Linked DNA regions of Mus musculus: region 2 is linked to region 1. A link is a contact called in public Hi-C data. All regions are on one chromosome and are shown on one strand. The core of a region is the stretch at or near the end of the contact, and the rest is flanking DNA. Distances in the headings are between cores, read along the strand shown.

Region 1 (5,926 bases), core at 1,277-3,776:
CAAGGTCCAGCATCTCTCAGATCCTCAAATCTGAATCTTGAAATTGAAGGCAAATACTGATTTTGAAGTAAACTGAAGCTACAGGACTATCTTTAAACCTGGGAATAAAGACATTCATAAAGCTGATGTGCTGACAATAATTTCATACTGGATCAAAGATTTTCTAGATGCTTAACTTCAAATATCTTATTCTCATAGTTGGAAACATTTATTCTATGAGCGTCCTAATGAAATATCACTGGGTACAGCTATAGGGAAGAAACTTGGCTCTTCCCCACTCTAGCATGCCTGCCTTTCCTGATAAATTATATTAAAAACCCTCAGGTAGTTACAGGTGGGACCACACAGGGAGGTCAGTTTAGACAACCGCAGGAGTCACTTCTGTTGTGACACCCATTACTCTCCTTCCTTTCAGCCCCCCGTAAGGAATCAGATATTTGTAACATTGTACCACACACATTAAAAATACGAAAGGAAAACTAACTCTAAAAACACTACAGGGTTCTGGACTCCATCAGAATCTCCACCTAGGTGTTCCAGGGTGGCCACGGCATTGCAGTGTATTTTATAAGAAGGGTGTCATCAGTAAACAGTTACAGATGACGTATAAAAGGCAAGCTGCTCTTGTGTGTGGTGTTTTCAATTCTCCCTCCCATCCTCCTTATCAGAGATTAATTAGACTGACAGGATTATTTCACAGTGATCCTATCATTTGCTTTCAGCAAATATTCCTTGAGAACTTGCCACCTGTCAAGCCATACTTTATCTGAGCTTCTATCTTTGTAATCGGTGGCTTTTATTTGCCCTCTGGAGGCCGGCACACACACAGGGGTTCCCTCAGCTGCTCCATACCTCTGTACTCTGCATTTCTCCTGTCCAGTGTCCAGAGCCTGCACTGATAATGACTCTCCCCATTCACCCCCTTATTCACTGTGTGAATCTCAGGCTGTCTCCTCCTCCTCCTCCTCCTCCTCCTCCTCCTCCTCCTCCTCTTCTTCTTCCTCCTCTTCTCCCTTCTCCTTCTCCTCCTCTCCCTTATACTCCTCCTTTTCCTTCTCCTCCTCCTCTCCCTTCTCCTCCTCTTCCTCTTTTCCCTCCTCCTCCTCTTTCTCCTCTTTTTTCTTTTTCTCTTCCTCTTCCTCCTCCTTCTCTTCTTTCTTCTCCTCCTCCTCTTCCTCTTCTACTTCCTCATCTTCTTTACCTCTTCTTTCCATGGTCTATATCACTTCATTCATTTTTCTCTCTCTTTATTTCACCTTTTCAGTCTGCTGTTACAGTGTGTCCGCAGCCCCTTTGAGCCCATGTGAAGTATATAGCTCAGTTCCGGTTTTGAGTTGTCCAAACGAAATAATGATTTAAAGCTCAATTTTAAAAGAACAGAGAACATTGAAGAATAGCAGCCCAGATTGCTTCAGTGATATTTAGTGGGTGCCAAGTGTAGACAGACTTGTAGACAAGTTCAAGGAAAGCATGCGAGGCTGCTCCAGCTATTATCTAATGAAGGTAGGATTCTATGTCTTGTACAAAAGAAAATCCAAAGTACCAGGGGATTTGACATATGTGCAAGGTTGTGTGTGTGTGTGTGTGTGTGTGTGTGTGTGTGTGTGTGTGTGTGTAAAGAGAAATATAAACTTGGGCTATGGCAAACATTGACAGAGTGAACTTTGGGACTCAGAATTGCAAAGATTTAGTTAGCTAGGAACCTGTCATCTTGTCCCTCGTGGTCTCAAAATGGTTGCCATGCTTCCTGCTTTCATGTATGAGCCCCTCACCAAATACCAGGCACATAAGCCAAAAAACTTTTTCAAATGTCCCACAGTGACAATTTTGCTTTTGTCTTTGGAGCCCTAACATGTGACACTTCTAGATGGGCCCATCGAAAAGCTCAAAAGAAAACACAGATCTTGTTATATAAGAAGATGGGATAATGATGAGGTCATTGTCTGGGAGTGCCCAGAATAAAAGATTAGGTAAGATTTAACCTTCCTGATGCATTAATGAGCTTACATTCCTCTTAAATAATGTAATTGTTTTATGCTACAGATCAGAAAATCCACAAATATTACAAAAAAAATCTATTGTCAACCACAGGCAACCAAAACGTGCATAATTAATGAGAACCTAACTCTGCTTGTCTAGTGTATGCAAATCTATTCATATAGACATGTAGGTGTATCGATATGTGTGCACGAAGTCACACACACACAGCTTGTGGAAGTGAAGCCAAGTGCTTCATTGGAAGGGGGTGTGGCTCAAGGCTGTTCCAGTCACTAGATCTTCATTGTTAACAGTAGTGTGTGCCAATCTATGTTGACAAGCCCTTCTAGTGCATAAGTTGCAGGTACCTTCACGGTGCCACCTAATACTTCAGGGACGTAGCCCCAGAGTTACACTTGAGACTACAGAGCTGATATCCAGTGGTGAGAAAGACGAACACGTGAAGTCATACCAGAGTTCTTCAGAACAGGGAGCTGCAGGGAGGTGCCGCCACAGTGCAGGCCTTCTGTCCCCCTAACTCCAAGCTCTGTCTGCTCTCATCTCTTAGACTTAACTGTATGGCTTTATAGATTATCTGCAGTCTCCGAACCCTCCCTCTGTTTCATTGATTTCTTGATTTCTAGAACAAAATCCTTCAAAGATAAGAAAGATCGGATGCAAACGTTAATGCATCTGGGAAATCGAGGAATGATGCCTATCGGGAGACTAAAGAAATGTCCCAGCAGCGAAATATGCAAATCCACCAGAACAGCCATGCTCCAGTCAGTTTTCTTTGTGATTTGGCGCCACCTTGTGGCCATTACAAGAATCAGCGTAAATACTAATGATGGGACCTCTCTGGGGTTTTAACTAACTAGAATGTCCTACGTTGAGGCAGCAGTTCTCAAAAGCCTCAGTCATGTGGCCCCGTAGATTATTGGCTATCCTAGCTCGGCTAGATTGGCCAAATATGGTGATGTTTGCCTGGGAAAAGCACAGGTAGATATTGCCCTTACGCAGCAGCTAAGCCTAATCAACAGTGTAGGTGAGCAGGTAGTACCAGCAGCTGACCATTCTCCAGACTCATGGACGGGACACACACAAGACCATGATCTTTTGAAGTCACTCTTCTTGCATCATACTGTCCCGAAATTAAGGGGAGTTTAAGTTGAGTGATCACAGGTTAAGCAAATGTTACCAGGATAAATTACTACTACTACTGCTACTACTACTACTACTACTATTACTAGCTTTCAAGCTTTAAGACGAATTAGTGACCATGGATGGACATGTGTGTTGTTTGTCTGCCAATGTTTCCGTGTGTAATTCCATTAACTCTTGTGTAAGATCAGTGCCATCTCTCAATGGCTTTGAAGTTGTCCCCAGTTATGGTCAATACTTGCTCCTTAGTGCTGTGACGTTCAGGGATGTGGTTGTGCGGAAGGATTGGGAGCAAGAGGGTTAAGTCACCAACCCTAATCTTATGGGCTATTGGGAGAGGATTGCGACTTAATAGATGGGACTTGATAAAAAACACAAAACAAAACAAAAACAAAAACAAAAAAACAAAACATAACAGTGGTTTGTTTGGGACATGGCCTTTGTGGCTTTTTGCCTCTGTGGGCACTTTCAAGAACTGGATATTTGGACATTTACTCCCCAAGAATCCGTGTGTCTGCTTGAGATTTCATTTAAATCACCCCTCCATCCATCTAGCCACGGGGCCATCCAGAGCAGGCACGCTGCCAGGGGTGTGTTCCCTTCAAGAGAGATATTTTTTCCCCCAGGGTAGGTTTGGTGAAGTATTGGAGATCTTGAACTGTGTCACAGAAAGCAAAATGGAAACCGAACAGCAATAACAGAGCCAGGGTCACCTGCACTCCAAGCTGCGGAAGGAACCGATGTTTCAATGAGGTGACCCAGGTCCTGCGGAGAGGAGTTGCTATGTGAACAAATAGAATTGTGCTGGGGTTCATAGTTTGTTTGGAAACTTTTGATTAATAACACAGTTTGAGTGATTTTACTTTGTCTTTTGTCCAGGGTTCTGAAAATATTGCAGTGGATTTGGAAAATAAGTGTGTGTGGGGGGGGGGGGGGGGGGCATGAAGCATTTATTTTTCCAGGTCTGTGATGGCCTCTTATCCATCCAGGCATCCAGGCACAGAAAGGCCAAAACATTTTGATATATTTTTGCCAAGGTCTTCTTCAGCTGTTTTCTGGCCCCATCAGTTCCTGCCAGTGCTCAACTTAGGACAGAGGGTGTTCCCTTTTACAGAGAGAAGCTTAGCAAAGAGACACTGGCAAATCAAAAGTTGAGTACCAGGAAGTGGAAACAAGAACCCTGGAATCCATTAGCTTGGTGAATGGAGCAAATTCAACCAGAAAATGAAGATGTACCAAACAAATCTCTCCTTAACTTAAGCCAGAAGTCAGAATGGAATTAAACACGAGACTGCATTTGAAAATGATAGACTGAGCACCCATGGATTAGAGAGACAGCCAACCTCCCCCGTCCCCCAAGCTCTGAGAATCTTCCTTCACACTGAGGTATGATGCTTTATAGAAATACTGACTAATGCTCTAGTATTGGGTCATAAGCTAATTTTACTACCCTTCCTTTATTGAGAAACTTGGAAAGAAATCCCCTGGCTTGACCTCATCTGTGTGCACTTATAAGTGGCTGGAGACCACCCTGTCACTGGAGGGTGCTTCATAGTCACTGTGTCTACTGTACCTTGTTAGAACTCTGTCCTCATACCCGTGCCGTTCTGTAGAACCTGAGTGCCTTTCTCCTTTTCACTTATTCTAGAGTCTAGCTCCTTTGCATCGCAATCTTCTTTGCCATGTGGTCCTGAACCCCTAATAGCATTGCCAGAAGAAAGATGGTTTAATATTCAAGAAATGGAAGTGCTTTCAGGCCTCAATCTGTCAGCAGCAAATACACTGGATGTATTTATGAAGTTTCCAATGGCAGATCTGTTTTGCTTTTAGCATTTGAGTCATTCACTGAAACTGGATGCAAAGGCGAGCTTGTACACCTTGGAGCGTGTGATCATGTTCTCAGCTTGATACAAAGGTCAGAGAAGAAAGAAATCTGAGGTTCTCTACTGATGAAAGAATGAATTGTTATTACATGATACTGAGATCGCATTTTTTTTTTTTTTTTTGCAGTGCTGGGGAGTGAGCCAGGGCCTTGTGCACACTAGGCAAGCATTATGATGCTAAGCTACCGCCCAGGCCAAATGTTTCATCCTAAAACAAAATAATTATGTCATTTGTTTGTTGTGTGAATTCAATACTTACACCCTTCTAGTAGTCATTGGGAAAAGTGCAACTCAGTCTGTAGTTCAGACTTAGGTCACAGTGTCATAGGCTCCAAACAGTCCTGGAGAGAATGTGTTTTAGCCACCAGAGTTCTTTTCTTCCCCCCCAAGCAAATTATCACACCATAAGTTTCCATTTTCCCCAGTGTCGTTTCTGCTGTAATAATGGCTTGAGGATTTAAATCCTGTGATGTTATTGTGACTTCAAAGCCTTAAAACTGCGATTGAATGAGGCAGCTCATCTGTCATTATTCAAATACGAAGCAATTATGATGAAATAAAGATAAAATTCCATTGAGAAATCCTCCAATCAATTTTCACTTATATTTAACCAGAAACATAAAACAATGCATAGAAGAGTAAGTTTAGGTAATAAAATTGAAGAATAAAAAGCACAAATTACAGATCTATAACTGGGGCATAGTGATGGCTTCAGGGCGTGTAAATAAAAGATGTCACCAATATTGAGTGCGAGTTTGTTTGCTTCCTTAAAGAAAAGACAAACAAAACCCTCAGCACAGAACAGAATCTACCCATACCTGGTCCAGCAGTGCTCAAACTTGCTACCCACTTGAAGTGGCTTATGGATAACTGCTCACACACCGTCACATGACAGCTATCTGAAA
Region 2 (5,926 bases), core at 2,344-4,843, 340 kb before region 1:
TTAAATACATTATCCTGTTTTAGAGCATACTAAGAGTTCTCAAGAATATTTTTCCATTATATATTTACATAAGTGAAATAAAATTAAGTCAATAAAAAAGTTTTAAATAATTTAAGCCTTAAAAAACATGTAATCTGAATGCATACTTTGAGCTATTTTTCTAACGTTCTAGGTATTTAATTTTTTTTTTGAGAAGATCATTCTAGCTTAGTTGGAAAATAATAACATTACATGTGAATGATTTTTCCTTGTGGTATTATAACAGTAACTATGGTCATAGATACAAAGATACTTAATTTCCAGAATAACATATGTCAGATACTACAACAAGCAGAAAATATAGTTTTCAAGCACCTGAGTGCTTTTTACAACCTCCAGAAAAAGGAGACCATGCTCTATTCCAGAATAAGAACAGTGCTCGTTTGAAAGATGAAATGATGTCTACCTCACAAATCTTGACGGAAGGAACATTCCTTATGCTTTCTATTAAGCTTAAAATAGCTAGTATCTCTCAGACATAGGATCCATTTACATGTGTGAACCTTATATGCCTGAACAGTAAGATTTAAATGACTACATTTTAATTAAAAAATGTTAACAGCCCAAACAAATACATACCAATCTGTCAATTGCATTTTTGATAGCTTGGAACCAATCCAATATGAGGAAGTCAATATCTGACTGTAGAAGGAACTCATTTCCTGACACTGTTGTGATCTGAGAGGAAAAATGGACAGGTAAGAAGACCATGTTAGATGTATTTCTTACATTAATAATATCACCTTCAAGGACAAGTTCATCACGTGGACATATTTGTTGTATTCCAGCAATTGTCTTTCTGGGAACTAAGGAGAATGCTGACATTTTGAACTCCTCTCTATAAACTGTTTTTTTTATGCCATATTAAATACATGATTCTTTTAGTAATAGAAAAATTAACTCAGAGCAGGGTTAAAGGTGAGTTACTCTAATTTCAGGAGAATGAAGTCAGGAAGTTGAAGGGTGCAGACAATATATACGTTAAGTTAAAAGCCAACAGAAAATGCACCTGAGTGTGTTGGAGTTTGTTCTGTGCATGCTGTTGGCTCTTTCAAATCTAATAGTATCTCTGTATATGATTTCCTTTTCTGGAGGCCCCCGAAACAGATTTTTACCAAAGAGACTAATGCCTACTTTTGCAAAAGGTCATTGTGGTGAATAACATTTGGCTGGTTCTGCCTTCCTATAGTAAAGCTCTATAGGAAAATAATAAACGACCAATTTCCTCACAAAGGGAGTGTATTAGAATAAAGGTCATTTGCATATTTGAACCTTAGCTAGAAAGTATCAAATCAACATTGCTTCCAGCCTCCCAGTGCTGTTAAGTGGTTGGCAATGCTTAGTACCACTAACCATTTTCATCACAGTGGATCTTTCCCTTCAGAAATAAGAGAGGATATAGCCATATAGAAATACAGCAAACAATGCTCTGGATTTCCTACATAAAGGGCTCCTTTAGGGGAAAATTTGGCTAGGGTAGGTGTGGACGTGCTTTTTGTATGAGGCCATCAATTTGAACTGTGAAGATTTTCCCTTTGCTTCATTGACATTTTTCTTTTTTCAACAAGAGGACAGACATTTCTTAGCAACTGTCACACATCAAGCCAGACTACAGAACTTTATAAAGCTGGCGTTTCAAGAAGCTGAATCAGGGTCCAGTCAGCCGGGCTTATGCGCTCTGATAGATGAATGGCAAAATGTGCGACAGGTTCGGAAAGATCACAAATCACACTTCAGACTGGCTTTATCATCCTGTCAATAATGTGACAGTGTTAACCCCAAATAACTTTTTCTGCAGGTTCCATAGTTTTTTACGGCAACATTTAACAACAGTATCTTGAATTTTTTTAAGGTATAAATAGGTTATAATTTCAATTAATATAAACAAGTATATTTAATACAGTATATGCTCATGTGTTGGCTATTTGTTCTAAAGATTTTGACACTCTTGGATCAGTAACAATGACAAATAAATAGCAACACAGTATATATTAATATTTATCAGTATAAATTCTACAGTTATATTGACTCACCTCAACATTGTAACCCAAACTATATATAAGATAAATATGTTTTAAGATGTTACAAAATGTTTAACACAGTGAATGACCTATAGTCTCTAGATTTACTATCAATGCTATATGAACTCACATAGACTGACATTTTGTTCCAGAAATTTCTGATGTTTATCTTGGGATTTTTAAAAAAATCTGTTTGCATACATACATTCACATATATGTATTTATTATTTATTTTCAGAAATCTTTAGAGAGATGCAATACGACTCAGGACTGCCAAGCACACATTCTTAGGGGACAGGAGTTCCAGTGGCCATTCTGGTTCCTTCTTCAGTAAAGAGAGAAGCGGCCACATTTTAAGAAGGGAAAAGCTAACCGAAGAGTATACATGGAGGGACCTATGGCTCCAGCCACATATGTAGCCTTGTCGGACATCAATAGGAGAAGAGGCCCTTGGTCCTGGGAAAGCTCGATGCCCCAATGTAGGGGAATGCCAGGTTGGGGAGGCAGGAGTGGGTGGGTGGGGGAGCACCCTCAGAGAAACAGGGGGAGGGAGGATGGGATAGGGGGCTTCCGGAGGGGAAATTGGGAAAGGGGATAACATTTGAAATGTAAATAAATAAAATATCCAATAAAAAAAAAGAAAGGAAAAGCTAGCGAGTAGTAGAATTAATTACCCATCCTGAAATCTGCCAGATCACTCGAGCCATTACTCTTTTTCTCGCATTCTTTTGAACTCAAATGGCATGTAAAGTTTGGAATGGCTAAAAATAGCCATTTGCCCATGAAGAAAGCCAGGATAATATTTTTCTAATTACCTAAATGCCATTTCAATGCTCCTTACTTATATAAAAATCTCAAATATTTACTTTTTAAAGTATTGACTCAGAAGTTAAAACCTAAAAACACGAGGTCGCTTGTAACTAACACACGAAATCCAGTAGTGTTCTCAACTTTTACCTTAATTCTAAATTTAAATGTTTTGATTATGAATATTTTATACATATTACAAGTTGTTATTATACATAAAGAGAAATGACTTTGCAAAGCACAAAGTACAAAGTACAGCATAATATAATACTTTATACCAGTATAAATAAAACACTATTAAAATTATAAAGGGAACACCATTTGAAAGGAAAAGAAAAAATATAATTAGATTTACTATATTCTGAAGGTTTACAAAAGAGGCAGCATAGTTCATTTCTTGCCCTAGTAAATTCAAACTGTGGTAAACAGTTTTCAACACTGCCTTGACTGTTTTGATGCTAGATGCACACTTCGGAATGGGTCTTTTTCTGCTCACATAGCCAAACATAAGCTGTATTTTAAAAGTTTCTTTGTCTAAATATATTACTGTATTAATCATCCATAAACAGTGCTTTATAAATCCACTCAGGGAAGCTCAAACCAGGGGACGTATGAAAGCGGCTCCTCTGAATTGCCCTAGCAGAGGCGTCCTGCGCATACCTTCCTCTCTGCTTTCCCAAGTAATCTTTGGAGTTCCTAGGCAGCAGTGTGGAGAAGACTGCTGCTGCTCTCTACAGTTTAAATGCATCCACTTCCTAATTACAGCCAGTAATTGACTTTGTTCTGCTCTATTCCAGACTCACACAGAAAAGTACTTTTCCAATCCCTGCCCGGTAAAGCGCATTTAATTCAGCCTTTCAAGTTACATTTTTGTATTCGTGCCTCTTTCGAATTTCTGAGAAGTGGATTGTGAATCATATTTGCTTACTGAGCAACTGAATTTTCAACACGGACAGTGGTGGTGGTGGCAGTGGAGGAGGACATCAGTAAACACGTTAACATTTACTAAATCTTCTGATCGAATAACACATGATGCCCGTCTATGCTGACGCACAATAAGAAACAGATGGGGTCTTCTGGTAAACCATGCAATGTGCCCCTTCTTCGTGTGCTATTTGGTAGATGCAAGTTTAAGGCAAAGAAGACAAAACTTATAGAAAACAAAACGGGTTGTTGAAAAAGCTGCTGGCCTCCATTCTGCATCCCACTTTCATCTTATCCTGCATCTCTACCAGGCACTATGATGTGTGTGTGTGTGTGTGTGTGTGTGTGTGTGTGTGTGTGTGTGTGTGTGTGTTGTGCGCGCGCGCGTGCCTTGTAGTAATTTCAGGTCAGCGAAGCAGCATTTGGAAAGTTCACTAGAATTGTTGGTAACCAACTTGTTTAAATTTTTGTCTGGAGAAACTGAATTCAACATTTCTTGGATGTGTGTGTGTACAAACAACATTTGTTCATTAAAATAGTAAATGATGAGGGAGAACACAGCAATAGTGTCTGGAAATTTCCACCACTGCCCCTTGAAAGCCTCAAGCAGCTTCAATCGAAGGGTAGACCCATCTCAATTCCACTCTGCAACGGATTTATGTCAAAAAATTATATAAGCAGTCCACTGACCAGTACACAGAGCAGACACACTCTTGGGGCTTTTCTGAAAGCCATTTGACAACAGTTTCCCATGAGCTTGGCACATTGGTCTGTGTCTTTGCAATCCCTCCAAAGACAGAGGCTGTTTTTTTAACCTTTATATTCCACAGATAGGAGTTGTGGTGGAACAATTTTTTTTAAAAAAGAGAATTGAATATTGTTAACTGACAATGTCCGTCCTCAGCAGTAATGGTCTATATTTTTAAGGGGTTGTATTTGTACCTTTAGCTGACGTTGATTCTGATGTTTTCAAGTATCACTTCCAGCAATAAGGGAGTATTAGGCTTTAATTTGGATGAAAACATACTATATATAATGACATTTATAGTAATAAAAATATTCTGTGGTTTTATTTATTAGCATGGAAATGAACTCTTTTTAAATCATCACTCTTTATGCTTATCAGATATACATTTATTGTGCAGAGTGGGGAAAATTAAAAATAACAAAGAATAAAATTGAGATTGCTCAGGGCTACAGAGATTAACCATTGTACACATTTGAATTTAATAGTAGCTAAATAAATATGATAATTACCAATGGGTGCATCGATGTACAAGAAGACTATATTTAATAATTTGTTAATTATGAATATTACTGACTTTTTTCCAGTTGAACACACAAACATGCATAGGGCAGTCAGTGAAAATCAAAGAGCGTCACTTTGCTCCTGAGTCTTTTTCTGAAGCATCATCTTTTCAGTTGCAGAATAAATGCTATTGATAATTCCACGTCTATGGTATGTTTGTAGTTGTTTTTACATCTAGTTATAAACAAGGAATGAAGAATTTTCAATGAAGTACAGGGGAAAGCACCCTTAACTGGCAGTCTGTTTGGCTATGTGGATGATTATATATATCCATAGAAAATGACTTATTCTAGGTTCCAGTGTAAGTAGCACAGACCATGCTCATGGCAAGGAGGGAGGGATTACTGAGGCTTCACTTACATCTTGGAATTCTGTATAACTGTTGGCCTTGATAGGTTATTTTAAAAGGTTGATTGTGTCTGAAGGTCAGGGTATTAAGGGTATTGACACTACACGTGTCATGAAAAGTGAATCCAGTTTTAATGATCTTAAAGAACTTAGTAAACATCTCCAGTGCAGTTTCTCTACACTGTAAAGTAATTTTTTAAATGAGAAAAATGTTGATGCCATTCTATCAAACTGGCATCACTTCAAGTGATAGAATTAAGAGATTACAAAGACCTTGATTTCTAGCGCAACAGTTGAAAGCACACAGTTCTATCCAATGGAGAACGGCATGTGTCTATAGAAAAGGCTCGTGATGATTTCCCTTCAGTTACAGAAGGTAGAAGAATGATCCTAGACAAACAAGTTCACTTTCTCACTGATATGTTGAAGAATGAGTGTTAAAAACATTAACAACATCCATATCCTGATATTTATCTCT

The links. Hi-C and Micro-C count contacts between places; a contact is called where the count stands out from the background.
Region 2: a contact with region 1 is called in a Hi-C map of the N1E-115 cell line, with 4 times the contacts expected there. The contact joins two enhancer-like sites. A contact is called at or near these places in 5 of 39 promoter capture datasets (the C10 cell line, the HPC-7 cell line, hematopoietic stem and progenitor cells and 2 more), 2 of 484 Hi-C or Micro-C datasets (the G1E-ER4 cell line and the N1E-115 cell line) and 2 of 9 other capture datasets (adipose tissue and liver).

What each region holds. Positions count from the first base shown.
Region 1 is chr2:43,719,756-43,725,681 of GRCm38.p6, reverse strand. The region is part of intron 4 of Gm30374 (a long non-coding RNA gene); the gene reads left to right. Among named protein-coding and RNA genes, the nearest start is that of Gm30374, 6.7 kb to the left of the region's middle. Within about 2 kb of position 2,526, at least 26 of the 459 cell types and tissues checked have an H3K27ac peak or open chromatin away from gene starts, as enhancers often do. A contact at or near this core is called in the N1E-115 cell line, where this site is marked.
Region 2 is chr2:44,058,553-44,064,478 of GRCm38.p6, reverse strand. Arhgap15 (Rho GTPase activating protein 15) reads right to left here. Exons shown (of 14, transcript NM_153820.3): 7 at 619-717. It overlaps Arhgap15os (Rho GTPase activating protein 15, opposite strand), which reads left to right. Exons shown (of 3, transcript NR_040622.1): 2 at 645-737; 3 at 3,665-5,241. Among named protein-coding and RNA genes, the nearest start is that of Arhgap15os, 3.8 kb to the left of the region's middle. Within about 2 kb of position 3,593, at least 25 of the 459 cell types and tissues checked have an H3K27ac peak or open chromatin away from gene starts, as enhancers often do. A contact at or near this core is called in the N1E-115 cell line, where this site is marked.